2 separate regions of the Danio rerio genome follow, and region 2 is linked to region 1. A link is a contact called in public Hi-C data. All regions are on one chromosome and are shown on one strand. The core of a region is the stretch at or near the end of the contact, and the rest is flanking DNA. Distances in the headings are between cores, read along the strand shown. Region 1 overlaps lekr1 (Leucine-, glutamate- and lysine-rich protein 1). Region 2 overlaps lekr1 (Leucine-, glutamate- and lysine-rich protein 1).

Region 1 (7,513 bases), core at 2,653-5,152:
GTTCCAGTCAGCTTACTCTAAAGACTTGACTTGTTTTCATTATTAGATCTTATGAAAAGAGAAGTGATAAAGAGATGAGATGAGATGTCATTGCTGAGCTCGGAAGCCGAGTGATTTATTTGTATTCATGCTCTCAAGCAGTCGTTTTCAACCTTTCATTCAGTGTCATTTACAGTATATATGGAAAACTTCTGATGTCTAGAGGTACGATTTTCCACTGAAAAGTGCTGGGTTGCACAAAATCAGCCTGTGTTGGGACAACTTGAAGAAAATAAGTTAATTTATTGTTTATATATATATATATATATATATATATATATATATATATATATATATATATATATATATATATATATATATATATAAATATAAATGTAAGCAGATTAAGCATAAAATAATCAAGTTGTCATCATCAAAGTAACTCAAGAATTGTGTTGTTTCAGCTTAGATTAAATAAGTAGTTTGAACAACTAGCTATGTAAGATCAAGTTGTGTAAGATTATTATGAGTATTAGTAATATTAGTAGTATTCTAACTGCACATTTAGCTTAATAATCGGAGACATCATTTAGGACAAGCCTTATATTTTTAAGGTTTTATTTTATTTGTGATATCTTGTTTTAAGTTTGCCTACACTTGATTACACTAACAGTATACTTGTGCTTTAGCGACATATTATTAAAGAGCTGGGCGACACAGTAGGTAGTGCTGTCGCCTCACAGCAAGAAGGTCGCTGGGTCAGTTGATGTTTCTGTGTGGAGTTTTCATGTTCTCCCTGCATTCGAGTGGGTTTCCTCCGGGTGCTCCGTTTTCCCCCACAGTCCAAAGACATGCAGTACAGGTGAATTGGGTAGGCTAAAATGTCTGTAGTATATGTGTGTGAATGAGTGTGCATGGATGTTACCCAAAGAAGGGCATCCGCTGTGGCGACCCCAGATTAATAAAGGGACTAAGCCGAAGAGAAAATAAATAAATGAATGTATTAAAGTGTAAACTGTATATTCAATTGTTTTGCTACAATAAGCTTCAGTGTATTTTGAGAAAGGGTAATAATTTTGCAGTTTAATTACACTTGCTGGCAAAAGTCTTGTCACCTATGCAAGTTTTAGGAACAACAAATAATAATGTGACTTCTAGTTGATCATTTGGTATCAGAAATGGCTTATATGAAAGACAAAATATATATTTTACTAAAATAAAATATGATCATGCCTTGATTTTTAATTATTTAATTAGGACAGTAAAAACTGACTTTACATACTGTATTTGAGATGATTGAAATGCCGTTCAACAGATGATCAGGAAAATCTAAAATCTACAACTTTTCCAAATGACCAACTACAAGGTATATATATATATTAATTAAATAAGACTTCCGCTGGCACAGCTCTGCAGCGACACGGGCTCGTGCTTGTGTTTTATATATTTATATTTATATACGGTCTTATTCTGTAAATAATGTATGTTCTTAACTGTTTGTTCTTAATTGTTTTGTTTTATTTATTTTTACTGTCTGTTTAGACAATGTTGTAGCACCTTTTATGCCCAAGACAAATTTCCTCTCGGGGACAAAAAAAGTTAAACCTAAACCTAAACCTATATATATATATATATATATATATATATATATATATATATATATATATATATATTGTTACAACTGGGATCAACATCAAGACTTTTGTCAGGTAGTGTACTGTCATGTCTTAAAGTGTGGACAATGTGCATGTACATTTGATTTAATTAATCGATTTTGAATTTCTATTTAAATTGAATTTCTTGATTTAACTGGTACACTAATGTTGTTTTAAGTATTGTTTAATTGTCTTGGCTCATTTGAATACAGAATGGAATTACCCTGCTGCATAACTCGTTCTAAAACCTTTTCACACCAAATAAGCTATTAACAAGCTAGGTTGAAGATAATTTACTAATTACCCTGCTTGGAATAAGTGTCATAATGCTTGTTTTAAGAAATTCCTTTTTTTACTAGTGCCTGCAAAAGTTTTCTTATTTAAAGATTATAATCGTCTCTCAGCACTGTCAGACAATTTGACTTGTTTTTAGTCTTTATCTTCTTAAATAATTTGTTTACTTCTTGTAGATTTAGCAGTGCAGCACAAGGAATTATAAGCAGGGGCAGACAAAATCAGATGTTTTCTTTGCTATTTCTGTGCTACATTTTGCAAAAAAAAAAAAATAAATATTAATAAAATAAATAAATAAATAAATAAATAAATAAATAAATAAATAAATAAATAAATAAAAACTTTTTGAAAAAAACTGCAGATTTTTTTTCGTAATGAATTTGAGAGGATAGTAACTAAAACCGTAACAAAAGCATAAACATTAAATAAATAAAAACTTTTCAGCTTGAATTTAAAATTTACAATGTAAATTCAATTTGATCAACTTGTTTGGTAAATAAAGCAAGTCTTTCACGTAATATCTATTCTGGTTCCTAAAGTGGGGGTCGGGGCTTGGTGATTTCCAAAAATCTAGTTTATTTTATTGAACCATTAAAATTATCATATTTTATCTATAACATGCTAAAGATAAAAATAGTAGTAGTAGCCTTTACATTTCTTTCTTTTTTTTTTTTTTTTGGATTGCGACCATTGGAGTAATTGCATTTTATTAAAGACAGCAATAGGGTATATGCCGAAGCATGCTAATAGGACTTTTAATTTGCGAGTAACCTGGGTTAAACGTTTATGGTAAACTATATGTCAATGCAAAATTGGCTCGATTAAGGTCTATTTTCTTTAAAACAGCTGGGTGATATCCGATATATAGTGGGTCTCAGATTGTACAAGAAGCACCACATTAAATTACATTTTCCCCGTCATGTCTTTATAATATGAGCATTTGTTTTGCCCTAGTATATTTAATGGAGCTTCTGCACTAGCCTGCTGATTCTGACGGGCACGTGCGTAAATGGCTTTTTATCTTGTTTTTGAATGTATTTTAATGGTATTACAACATCAATGCTGTAAAAAGAACCATATAAAATAGACAAAAACTCACAATAACAGGTCACTGGAAGTTTATCAGTATGGGAAGAACACTAGCTTGGCATATACCCTATAGCGTCAAATACAGCAGATTGATTTTATGAAAGCAGATTAAATTTCTTGCACATTTACAGTATTCAGACGTGGGCCTATTGATTTGTGTGCACCGTTGCATGCAAAAAGATCTTTAGAACCACCTCAAACGATATTGGGGGTCGCGAGTCACTGGCATTTTTATTTTGGGGGTCGTGGGCTAAAAAGTTTAGGAACCCTTGTTTTAAAATATATCTCTTTCAAACTGTGGACAAATTGTAAACACGTGATATAAACATTTACATACATTCAATAAATTATTAAAATTAATTTTAACTTCAACTAAACAAATACATACGTACACACACTTCTACAAGTAAATAAATTGGCTAAATGATGGACTTTAAAAAAGGCAGATTTCTGTGTGGGCCTACTTATAAGTCATTTCTTTTTTTTTAAATCTCTCTCACGTTTTCTTTAATCACTAAGACTAAGCGTCTGGAATTATAGCTGAATTTTTTTTTCCATAAACACACAAATGCAACACAAGTCTCTATGAGATTGACCCTGTCTCAGTTAAAGCCTGTCTGTGATCCTGCTTACCTAACTGTCTAAACACACACACACACACACACGCAATCCTCTGCCTCCCGGAGAAATGTGGACATTTGCACGAAATCTGAAAGCCCTGATCCCCCCGCTTTCTCTCCCTCACGCATTCAGTCAAGTTCAGAGACAGGCACGCATGCATAGGCTTTCACACACACGCACACGCTGGCCTGAGGGAAGGATGTCTGCCACCAGTAGGAACGTGTTCCCGTGACAGTGATGGCCCTCGGGGAGGCCTTTGCCCCTGGCACTGACACATCCGCTCAGCGCTCAAACACACTTACACACTGTCCTCCCCACACACATGCTTATACACATACCTTGTACCGAGCTAGATGGATAGTTCGAGACATAAAAGGCCCTGCTTCTACATCGCTTCTCAGGGGGAAAATATAAAGTTCACTTTGTATAACCTTCAATGAATAAAAGAAAAATCACACTTAAAAATTCTGTAAAAGCATTTGACTGACAGGTTATGCTGGTGAATATTTTACAATAGCCAAATGAAAGAAGAAACGTAGCATTTCTGTGCTATTAAGAGGAAAAAAAAAAGAATAATGACTTCAGACAAAGGCTGGTTCTTCATTGTTGCAAGTGCTGCAACTAACAGTCTGCCATTTCTTTTAATGCTGCGAGTAATACAGAAATGGCACACTTTCTCATTTAAGGTCACGGCACAGCCAAAATTAGCCTATTTTATGTCTTTTTAATTGATATGATGGTGCTTGCCACGTTTCCCTAGGACAAGCTGAATTAAACATATGACTCATGGCAGGGGGCCTGGAAATAACAGCAGTGTTCTTATCAAGGAAAGAGCTATAATTAATTTAAAGGAAACCTTTCTGCCATCATCAAGCATCGGGGGTTATCATCTCATGCACACCGGGAAGAAAGAGAGCAGTTTATGTGCCATGGTCTTTAAAAAAAACAGACCCCCTAATCTGTTTTTCTTTTTTTCAACTCACCCCTCCCCTCTTTTCATCTGCCCCCACCAAATCCTGTGTCAGAAATGGGTCAGCGTTACAGGCACGCAACATACCACCAATACCTAGCAAAAACACCACACCCCCCTACTACCACTACACAAAGCAACCTGTTATGAACTTCCTTTGATAATTATGCATTTAAGTCTTTTTTTTCTGATGCTACAATGAAGTTGAACACAAAGAAAGAATTGCACCCCAAATTGTCTGCCGACTACAGCGTGTTCTGCACAGTGTTAAAGAAAATATCACACAGATAATGAATATTCGGTTTGACCCCATTTTTGAAGCTGTTACATAGAATACAAAAGGAGACAGAATAAGAAAAAAAAAAACATTAGGGGTTTCAAAACCCAAATTATTTTAAAACCCTTTTTGTATTTTTACTTTTATTGTGTAAATAATAATAATAATAATAATAATAATAATAATAATAATAATAATAATAATAATAATAATAATAATTAATAATAATTGTCTGTTTGTTTGTTTGTTTGTTTGTTTGTTTGTTTGTTTGTTTGTTTGTTTGTTTGTTTGTTTGTTTGTTTGTTTGTTTGTTTGTTTAAACAGTTTGCATGTTTGTGCTGGTCTTATTAATTTAATATGATTAAATAATTAAATCAGTAAATTAAGTATTAAATTAAATAAAAATTAAGTATTACAATAAACTAAAATATTTAAAAGAATAATAAAAAATGTAATTGTTAAAATTTTTCATAACACTTGAACATACTGTGTGTGTGTGTGTGTGTGTGCGTGCGTGCGTGCGTGTGTGTGTGTGTGTATTAGCACTGGTGTGAGGCCAGCATTGCCTTAGTGTTCCACCCGTGACAATATACAGCCATATCGCACTGCTACAAGTTTGATGTTGCGTTTAAACAACAGTTTACATTATAGAGTAGACATCAAACACAAAATCAAACACAGAGAGCCTAAAATTCCTTTTGTATGAAGGACTATTTTCTTTCACCATTCTTTCACATCTGTAGCTGATGTCAGAGCAGCAAAAGCTGTTACAAATTTACCAACATCACTTTAGAGTTAGCATTTGAATGATTTTCTAGCGTAATGTCAAGTGATGACAAAAAAAGTGATTTTGCTCACATTTTAAGATCATAAGGCTGAATGGCATAAAATGCCTTCAGTCTAGAGATATTGATTTCTCTGTTGTAATCGGGGGAAACCAATAAATAACCCCAAAAAAAGCCAAAGCAACGCAATCATTACCAGATTACTGTTGTGTTTGCTATAAGGAAAAACACTAAACACATGCGGGCATTTCTTCTTTCTTTCTATTTACTGAACTAATCTGCAGTATCAAAAACAGGAGACACATTAGAAACAACTCGTGGTTATAGAAAGAGTGGCCAACACAAAATACATTCCTAATATGTGAGTCCCATCTCACACTAGATACACTATAATTAGTATGGTATAAATACAACACTGCAACATTAAAAAGAGAGAGATCGGCTTGGAAAGTCACTCACCAATTTTATAATGTTTTGATCAGCTGTAGTTTGAAAGGTTTTTTTCCTCTAAGGGCTTGTTATGCGGTCTCTTTCACCATCTTGTGGATGGACAACGTCTACCGTCTTTGCTCTGCTCAATAGCTATGATTCCATCCACCTATTTTATGCACATTTTGGATATGCACAATATGTTCAAACCTGAGTAAGATATTTTTTTATTCTATAAAAAAAGATGAGCAAATTCCAGTATGCACATTAAAAATTTCTAATTATTTGAGTTTGTTGTAAGAGATCATGTGATGGGCGATGCAGTGGCACAGTATGTAGTGCTGTCACCTCACAGCAAGGTCGCTGGTTCGAGCCTCAGCTGGGTCAGTTGGCATTTCTGTGTGGAGTTTGCATGTTTTCCCTGCGTTCGAGTGGGTTTCCTCCGGGTGCTCTGGTTTCCCACACAGTCCAAAGACATGTGGTACAGGTGAATTGGGTAGGCTAAATTGTCCGTAGTGTATGAGTGTGAATGAGTTTGTATGGATGGGTTTCCCAAAGATGGGTTGTGGCTGGAAGGGCATCCGCTGCTTAAAACGTGTGTGGGATAAGTTGGCGGTTCATTCCACTATGGTGACCCCGGATGAATGAATAAGATCATGTGATGATAAAAATATGTGTAAATGGACAAACCAACAAGCTGAGCACATTGTAAAACATCTGAAATGTTGTTTTGGTCATTGTAAAATGCCTTAAACATTTCCGAATTAGTGTTATTATATTATTAATGACCTCTAGAGCTGTCAAGAGCATCTGTGCTCCAAGTCTCATGACTTCAAATGCCACCGCGCATTCACTGCTTGTCAGAATTGCCTTCTGAGGTGCAGGTTATTTATTAAATGAAGAAAAGATTCATGCAGCTTCTCCTACCGCGGCAAATTCCATTTTTGCTGTTGATATTTGGCACCAGTTAATCAGAAAGTGACGGTTTTATTCGCTTTGACTCGTTGGATGAAAACGTTGCTTTATTCACACATCTTTCATGCATAATCCAGTTTTGCGGCGCATAAAGGGAATTTGCATTTTTGGATGGAAACAGCTAATAACAGACTGAAGGATGTCAACATGTTGTATCTCAGAAATGATAATTTTTTAAAATAGGCACTATCCTTAAAAATAAACTGCATAGATGCATCGAATCTAAGAACTACATTCTCACCTAAAAAGCCTCAAAAGTACATAATGTTGTCCAACAGCTGCTATACTTGTCAAACTGTAGTTAGTCTTTTGATCTGTTGTCACTCTATGTGGGCGAAGTAATAAACAGGGTCAGAAGGCTGTACGAGTTCTGATATTGCAGAATATTGCACAGCTATATAGTAAAAGTTTATCAAATTCATAAATAAACCACTCTATA
Region 2 (7,513 bases), core at 2,836-5,335, 220 kb before region 1:
TGAATTAGAAAATGTTTTTTTTTAAGGACGTGTATTCCTTTCATCCCTCGCAACACCACCCCTGTCATAGGGTATGTATTCGTTTATGCAACATTGTGATGACCAATGTGCCCACATAGACAGAAATAATTTTTTAAAATGGTTTGGACTGGCCCTAAATTATATTTATCTGAAAGTCTAAAAATGTTTTGTTTAAGGGTAAGGTTTTAAATGTTTGGTTTACTTTATTATAAGGACATTAGAGTGTTGTGCTAGTCACACAAATCTATAGGCCAACAAATTGAAAAAAGAAAAGAAATACTGAGTAAAACAGATCACTTTTAAACCAGATTTCATTATGTTCATTAACACAGTTAGGTAGATTAGATCTAATTTAATTACCTTTCTTGGGACTCACCCACCATCTTGAATTAATCAATTCACTTATCATTGTGATTAGCATATCCGCACTGCCTTGGTCTTTTTGAAGACAGCATATGTTTTAGAACAGCTTCTGCGTCAATAGCATGTCTGTGATGTCTTAAAAATACCGTCTAGGTAGGCAGCACACTTCATTTAGAAGCAGAGCTACAGTCCTTCCCACTTCCCTCCTGCTCTTGAACCTGCAGCCTCATAAATCCTCATAAATATCAAGCAAAGTCTGAAAATATCTCCCATGCCTCTAAAGAGAGCAGGCACAGTTCAAAGACGAGATGAAAAGGCTAAGAGAAAAAGAGAGCGTGAGAGGGGGAGCAAGGGAAAAGAACATCAAGAAGGTGCTTCTTATGAAAGGTGAAGCGTTAAATGCCCTTAGGTATCGATTTTATATCACAGTCAGATCTTAGATAGCTTTAATGGATTCTTAAAATGCAGCGAAATCTTTCCCACAAAAGAAAGCCATTTGCTTTGAAAGCGGGGAGGGAGATGAGAGAGGGAGAGACGCTGCGCTCTGAGGCCAGCATAAAGGAATATGTCAGCTGTGAAATTCACGTCACGGCACCTTGAACTAGATGAACTGGCGAGACACGCAGGACAGAGAGAGAGAAGGGGCGGGTGGGGGTAGATGGTGGACCCCAAGGGCGGCAAAAGGCTTTTTGGAGTCTGCGAGTGGGAGAATATGAGAGAGTGAACTGACAAGATTGTCGTGACTGAAACCACAGACGCCCCCTGGAGAGACAGGCATGCGTGTCAACAGAATACTGGCCCAAATACTCTCTCGCTCTATCTCTCTCTGACTGACTGGAATGATTCACTCATCTCTCCCACACTCTCACGCAGGCTCATGTCACCTCTGCTGGATCTTATTTTGGTTCTGGATATTTATTCCTGTTCTCTTCTCTGACCTGGGTAAATTCTGGATGCCAGTCATTGGCTGCGCATCCAGTTACTCCAGTTGCTAATCCTGATGTTGGTCACGGTTGATGTGCGTCACCACAGTCTCACTTCTGCATGCTTCATTTATTAACCTGTCTCTCTGGGTGTCTGCTTGCATATTTATTTATTTGCATGTGATTTAAGTTACTGGTTTATCCTCTGCCATGTATATGAAAGTTATATAGAGTAGCTATGTGGTTGTTTTTGTTGTGTCTTCATTGTTAATTCATTGGTTAAAGAAGTGTTTGAATTGACAAACGTTTTTGCAGTTCAGTGTTTTACCTCGAGGGGTCAGTAAAAGTACAGTCATTTAACCCAAATAAATTATTTTGTTTCAATGCAGTTTATCAAGTGTTGTAGCCAAAGTTCATTACAAGACAGTCATGCCTAGTTAATATTAAAAGCTTCAATGATTACACTTTGCATAGCATATTTATTGTACAGCAAGTGGAACGTTGAATTGAACAGAGGTAGAACTCCTCATCCTTGATGCAAATAATATGTTTGAAACAGTATGTTTATATTTAGCTGTAGTAGGGGTTTAGTTGATTTCTACATACATATATTATTTACAGCTTACGTGTAAAATGTCACTTGACTGTAAATTGTACTTTTAAAACATTTGTTGTTAGATTTGCAGAACATTTTTCCTAAAAAAAAAAACTAATTCTTCTTTTTTAATTTAAACGGAATTTAAACGTGTGATGATAAACTGAACTTACAGTTTCCTTATACATTTGGAATTGATATTTAATAAAATTTCCAGAAGTGTTGGTACTGTACATTTAAAGCATTTTCATTAATTTTCCTAGAACTGGAATAATATAGGATAAATGTAAAAATTACAGTAAACTCAATCTGTTATTAACATAAAATAAGGAACATTTACTTTTTTTTTTACTAAATGTTCTTTAACTTCCTAAACTTTTTAAACAGATTTGGCAGTTTTTTTTTTTTTCACAGTTTGTGGTCAAGAAGCTGCAAGAAAGTGTGTTTTTACTAGAAAAGAAAATGGAAAAGGTGTGACATGTAAAAAGGTGTAGCATAACAGGGGGAAGGGAAAACTGTTGAAAAGGAATGTCAAAGGACATGTGAAGCAATTACACCTTCATATCTAAAACTACATATCTGTATTTCTTTAATGTATAATTGTTTTTAAAGAATGAATGAGAGATTCACTGAAATACATCTAATAAAATATATCAAACAATTAATCTACTAGGGCAACACGGTGGCTAAGTGGTTAGCAGTGTCGTCTCACAGCAAGAAGGTCGCTGGTTCCAGTCCCGACTGGGCCAGTGGGCATTTCTGTACAGAGTTTGCATGTTCTCCAGTTGTTGGCTCCGGGTGCTCTGGTTTCCCCCACAGTCAAAAGACAAGCGCTATAGCTAAATTGGCTGTTATGCAGGAGTGTGTCTGAATGCGAGAGTTTATAGGTGTTTCTCAGTACTGGGTTGCGCCTGGAAAAGCATCCGTTGTGTAAAACATATGAAGAGTTTAGATGCAAAAACCTCTAAGTGCCATCTAGAATTTTATGGCAAAGAAATAAACTTTTCTTTGCCATAAAAGTAAAATTACTGAATCAAGACATAGGAGCCTGAGAAAAATGGTTATATTAGAAGAAATTTTCAGATGCACAGAAGTTTTTCCATCTGAACTTTTCATATGCTGGAATAGTGGCAGTTCATTCTGCTCTGAGGACCCCTGATAAATAAAGGACTAGGCCAAAGGAAAATGAATGAATGAGTTAATCTACTACTGGTTTACCAAAAACATTTTGCACAAACTTTTAAGAGAAACAAATTAATAAATGTCTCAATGCCTTCCAGAATTTCTTGTCAAAGGAAGTGACATCACTTGGAGCAAGTCTTATGCTTTTTCTATCAGTGCTTTACAGAATGGAACAATGTTTTTATAACAGACGTAACCAGAATGTGACCAGAATGTAGGGACCGACACAAAATTCTTAGTTTTTCTTACTAAAATTGCAAATAAAATGTGTTTATACAACCTAATAAACACACAAGACGAAAAAGATGAAAATTCTACTTAATTATTTTAAGACAATTGAAGCTTAATGCATGATTTAGGAGGCAGAGAAAGGGCTTACTGAGAGGTATAGAATCTTAAAAAAGTTAAAACAGTTATAGTTTAAAAAAAAAAGAAAACTTGATACAATTTGAATTACTCAAAACCTATTCCTTGATAAATGTTCTATTATATTACAATCATATATTATAATATATTAGTTCAATAGGTGGGTGTATTTTCAGGTCACATTTTATGCTGATGTATGGTGTTACAATAATGGATTTTTTTATTTTTTACAATACATACCAAATCAAACCAAAAACCCGAGACTACAGAACTTTGATACAAACCGAATCTGCAATTTTTTGAACCTTATATATGAAATGTGTCTACTTCTAGCTGCTATTTTTTTCTTATGGAGTGCTTAGAAATGGTGTAAATGTGCAGTCTGCTTTATCCATTTCTGAACTGAAAGGCTCTGGCTCAAGTAAATTGATAGCTTTTCTCAATCTCTCAAATTCTGGGTTCAAATGTGTAAGAAGACAGATGGAGAGTTGTGCCTCACCTCTTTCTCTAGGATGACCCTCTCTTCTTGGAGTTGCTGTATGTTACTGTGAGCCTTGTTCAGCTCTAGTGTTTTCTGCCGCAGCTCCTGCAAGGTGTACTGCAGCTGTGCCTCTGCTGTCCTGCGTTCCTGCAGTAACTGCTGCTGCCTCTGAGAGGAGCTCTCATGAATATGTTGCATCTCCTTCTCTTGCTCTTTAACACGCTCCTGCAGCACCGACAATTTCTCTTGGAGCACCTGTGTGGCTGAATGAATGACAGCGGGAATCTAGAGTGATAAATGTAAAGACATGAAAATACAGTTTGCATTAAATAAATAAATAAATAAATATTTGATGACTGCAACTACATACATCTGTATTTCCATCAGGGGCATTGCTAGGGTCAAAAGGGATAAGGGGCTTAGCCCCCTCCCACCCCCCGAATAGTTATTTTATTTTACCAAAACTACAGACATGTTTTACTATGAAAACAAATATTAAGCTTCATCAGTAGTTAGAACTATTCAGTTTTGCGAAACAGTTGTATTACCTCATTAGCATCAGCTCCTCAAAATAATGAATGAATTATGATGACGGGATTTTGTGACAACAGTGCCATTCCCACCTGCCGGTAGAAACAGGTACTGCTGAATAGCTGACTAATTACATGACACAAACGCTGCGTTAAGTGGAGCGCGTGATGTAAATGTTAATTTTAAGGACTTCGATATCAAAATAAATGTTTTTTTTTTTTTTTTTTTTAAGTGCAACATATTCCAAAAGATCAACGGCTTTTGACATTACATCAGTGGCTTAAGCCCCCAAAGCCCTCCCCCTCGCAACCCCACTGACTTCCATATCATCCTTCTGACTACACTTCAGAGAAATTTTAGATAAGATGTAGTCTTAAAAAAGAAACCTCTTTCCTCTTTCCTTTCAGATAAAAAATTCATATGTGAAATGTTTATTTATTGTATTTATGTTAAGTCCAATATAGCTATGAATGTAAAAAGCAATGCTAAGCACAAATAGTAAAGATCTGATTTGCACTATGTGCAAAAAAAAAAAAAAAAAGTTAGGTGGAAATAGCACTATAGTACTAGGTGGAAATAGCACAATTACAATATGTAGACATTAGGCAGAGATAACATTTAAACCAAGCACAATAGTGACAGATGTCATTTACACAATTGAGGATTATGCTACTTACACTAAATAAATATACAGTATTATATATTTGTACTATATGTAAAAAAAAAAAAAAAAAGTAGTTTTATTTCCAATAAGTGTATTTAGATGCTATTCTTGGTGCAAATAGACAGTTGCACCTCAGTAATAATGCTACATTCTAAAAAAGAAAAATAGTATATAGTGCGGGGCGGCACGATGGTGCAGCGGGTTGCACTATCGCCTCACAGCAAGAAGGTCACTGGTTCAACCCCCGGTTGGCATTTCTGTGTGGAGTTTGCATGGTCTCCTCGTGCTGGCGTGGGTTTCCTCCTTGTGCTCCGGTTTCCCCCACAGTACAAAGTAATGCGCTACAGGTGAATTGAATGAACTAAATTGGCCGTAGTGTATGTGTGAAAGAGGCGGTTCATTCCGCTGTAGCAACCCCGGATTAATAAAGGGACTAAACCGACAAAAAAAATTATAATAAACTAGTGTAAATCAGATTATCAATCAAACTGATGCTACCTTAAGACAACCCTACTATAATTTACTTTGGCTCTTATTCAGGTAAAACTAATACCTTTGTAATCTGTTATGCGATGCGTAGGCCCACATGGTATCTGCGCAGAAATCCGCAATCTTCGCAGATTTTTAGCCCATCGACTTGTGTAAATGTGTGCAAATGTATATTTATTCAGTTTTTATTCATTTTACGGATAGCATTGTAATATAATAATAATAATAATATTATTAAAATGTTCATATGATTTATTTACAATACAGTTTTTAAAGTATTTTTTTCTGTCTTTTAGTAGAGATATTATATAAGAGACTTGCTTTGTTTAACAAATAAGTGCATCTAATTGGATTTGCATTGTACTGTAAATATTATGGCCCAATGCCAATTCTATTTTTGTATCCCTACCCCTTCCCCTTTCCCCTTTGCCCTTACAACCAAGGTTTAAGGGGAAGGGCTTCAAAATGTACCCCTAAGAATTGGGACAGCACTACAGTACCTGCACACGTCATTATATGTCCTCACGATTTCTTGCTTCATATGAGATCAGACGATCGCCACTGCTGGAGTAATTCCAGTTGTGTTATTCTTTGGTATTTATCTACAGGAAATCACCAAAGGCATATATAATGTCATAATATCTATAATGGTAGAATTGGGATTGGCCCTAAATAAAAGGTAAAAATGTATTATTTGTTGATCTCAGAAATTAAGTTTTTAGTTATGATAGTCCTAAAACCATTCCGCATAAATCTGGTGTTTTTTTTTTTTACTAAATTATCTGCATAAACAGCAAAAAATGTCCGCAGATTCTGTCTGGACCTATAGCCATGAGTAGCAAAAAACCAATATGTATATATATTCATCTTTGGAATGACAGATACAAGTCCTGCACAGTGGCCAGAAAGATTTTGAGCCATTCTTCATGCAGAATAGTGGCCAGGTTACTATGTGATACATTTCTTGACTCAATCCTCCAAAATACCCCAAAGTAGCTTCATGATATTTAGCTATGGTGACTGTGCTGGCCACAGGAGATGTTCACAGTCATGTTGATCAAACCACTCTGTCACCAGTCTTACTGTGTGTATTGGTACATTATCAGCCTGACACACAGCAAGACCTTCAGGATACAATGTTTGAATCATTGGGTGCACATGGTCCTCCAGAATGGTTTGGTTGACCATGGTAGTCACGTGCCCATCTAGCACAAAAGAATGCCATGATATTATGAGACAAACCATCACTGATCCACCCCTATGCTTCGCACTGGGCATGCAACAGTCTCTGCAGGTGCACTTCTTTGGGGCTTCAAACAGTCTAAGATACACAATTAATTCTGCATTGAGTTGGGTAACTTGGTGCTATGCTGACAATATTCTGGATACTGTGGATCTTAATACATCATAAGGACTTGCTGTATTGTTCACTATGCATCAAGATATAAGAAGGGGCCACAATTAAAAGATGCACCTCCCTAACAGATAGACACTTGGTTAGCTAGTTAGTTAGCATGTTTGTTTTGACATCCCAGCAACCTGTCCTGAAGCACTGTCCCCATCCAAAATTCGCTACCCATAACAGACTTGCCAAGCAAACCCTCGCTATGGCATGCAGACAGACAAAACCTCTCAACATCATTTCTGGACCAATAGAGCTGCCTTCACTGATCTTCCTCTGGCTACACACACACACACACACACACACACACACACACACACACACACACACACACACACACACACACACACACACACACACACACACACACACACACAGTATCAGGCTAGAAAGGACAGACAGTAATCAGAAATTTCTGGGAGAAAGACATGGACACAGACACATGGAGCAGTAGATTAAAATGGGGCAAACATTAAACGCTGTTAAAGTTAGTATA

What was found. Hi-C and Micro-C count contacts between places; a contact is called where the count stands out from the background.
Region 2: a Hi-C map of an unstated tissue shows a contact between it and region 1, with 4 times the contacts expected there. The contact joins two enhancer-like sites. A contact is called at or near these places in 1 of 18 Hi-C or Micro-C datasets (an unstated tissue) and 1 of 4 datasets of contacts at active chromatin or transcription factors (caudal fin).

Annotation. Positions count from the first base shown.
Region 1 is chr18:37,596,255-37,603,767 of GRCz12tu, reverse strand. The region is part of intron 2 of lekr1 (Leucine-, glutamate- and lysine-rich protein 1); the gene reads right to left. Among named protein-coding and RNA genes, the nearest start is that of lekr1, 16 kb to the right of the region's middle. Within about 2 kb of position 3,902, at least 17 of the 62 cell types and tissues checked have an H3K27ac peak or open chromatin away from gene starts, as enhancers often do.
Region 2 is chr18:37,820,498-37,828,010 of GRCz12tu, reverse strand. lekr1 (Leucine-, glutamate- and lysine-rich protein 1) reads right to left here. Exons shown (of 13, transcript XM_073929990.1): 12 at 3,950-4,216. Among named protein-coding and RNA genes, the nearest start is that of si:ch211-195m9.3, 190 kb to the left of the region's middle. Within about 2 kb of position 4,085, at least 14 of the 62 cell types and tissues checked have an H3K27ac peak or open chromatin away from gene starts, as enhancers often do.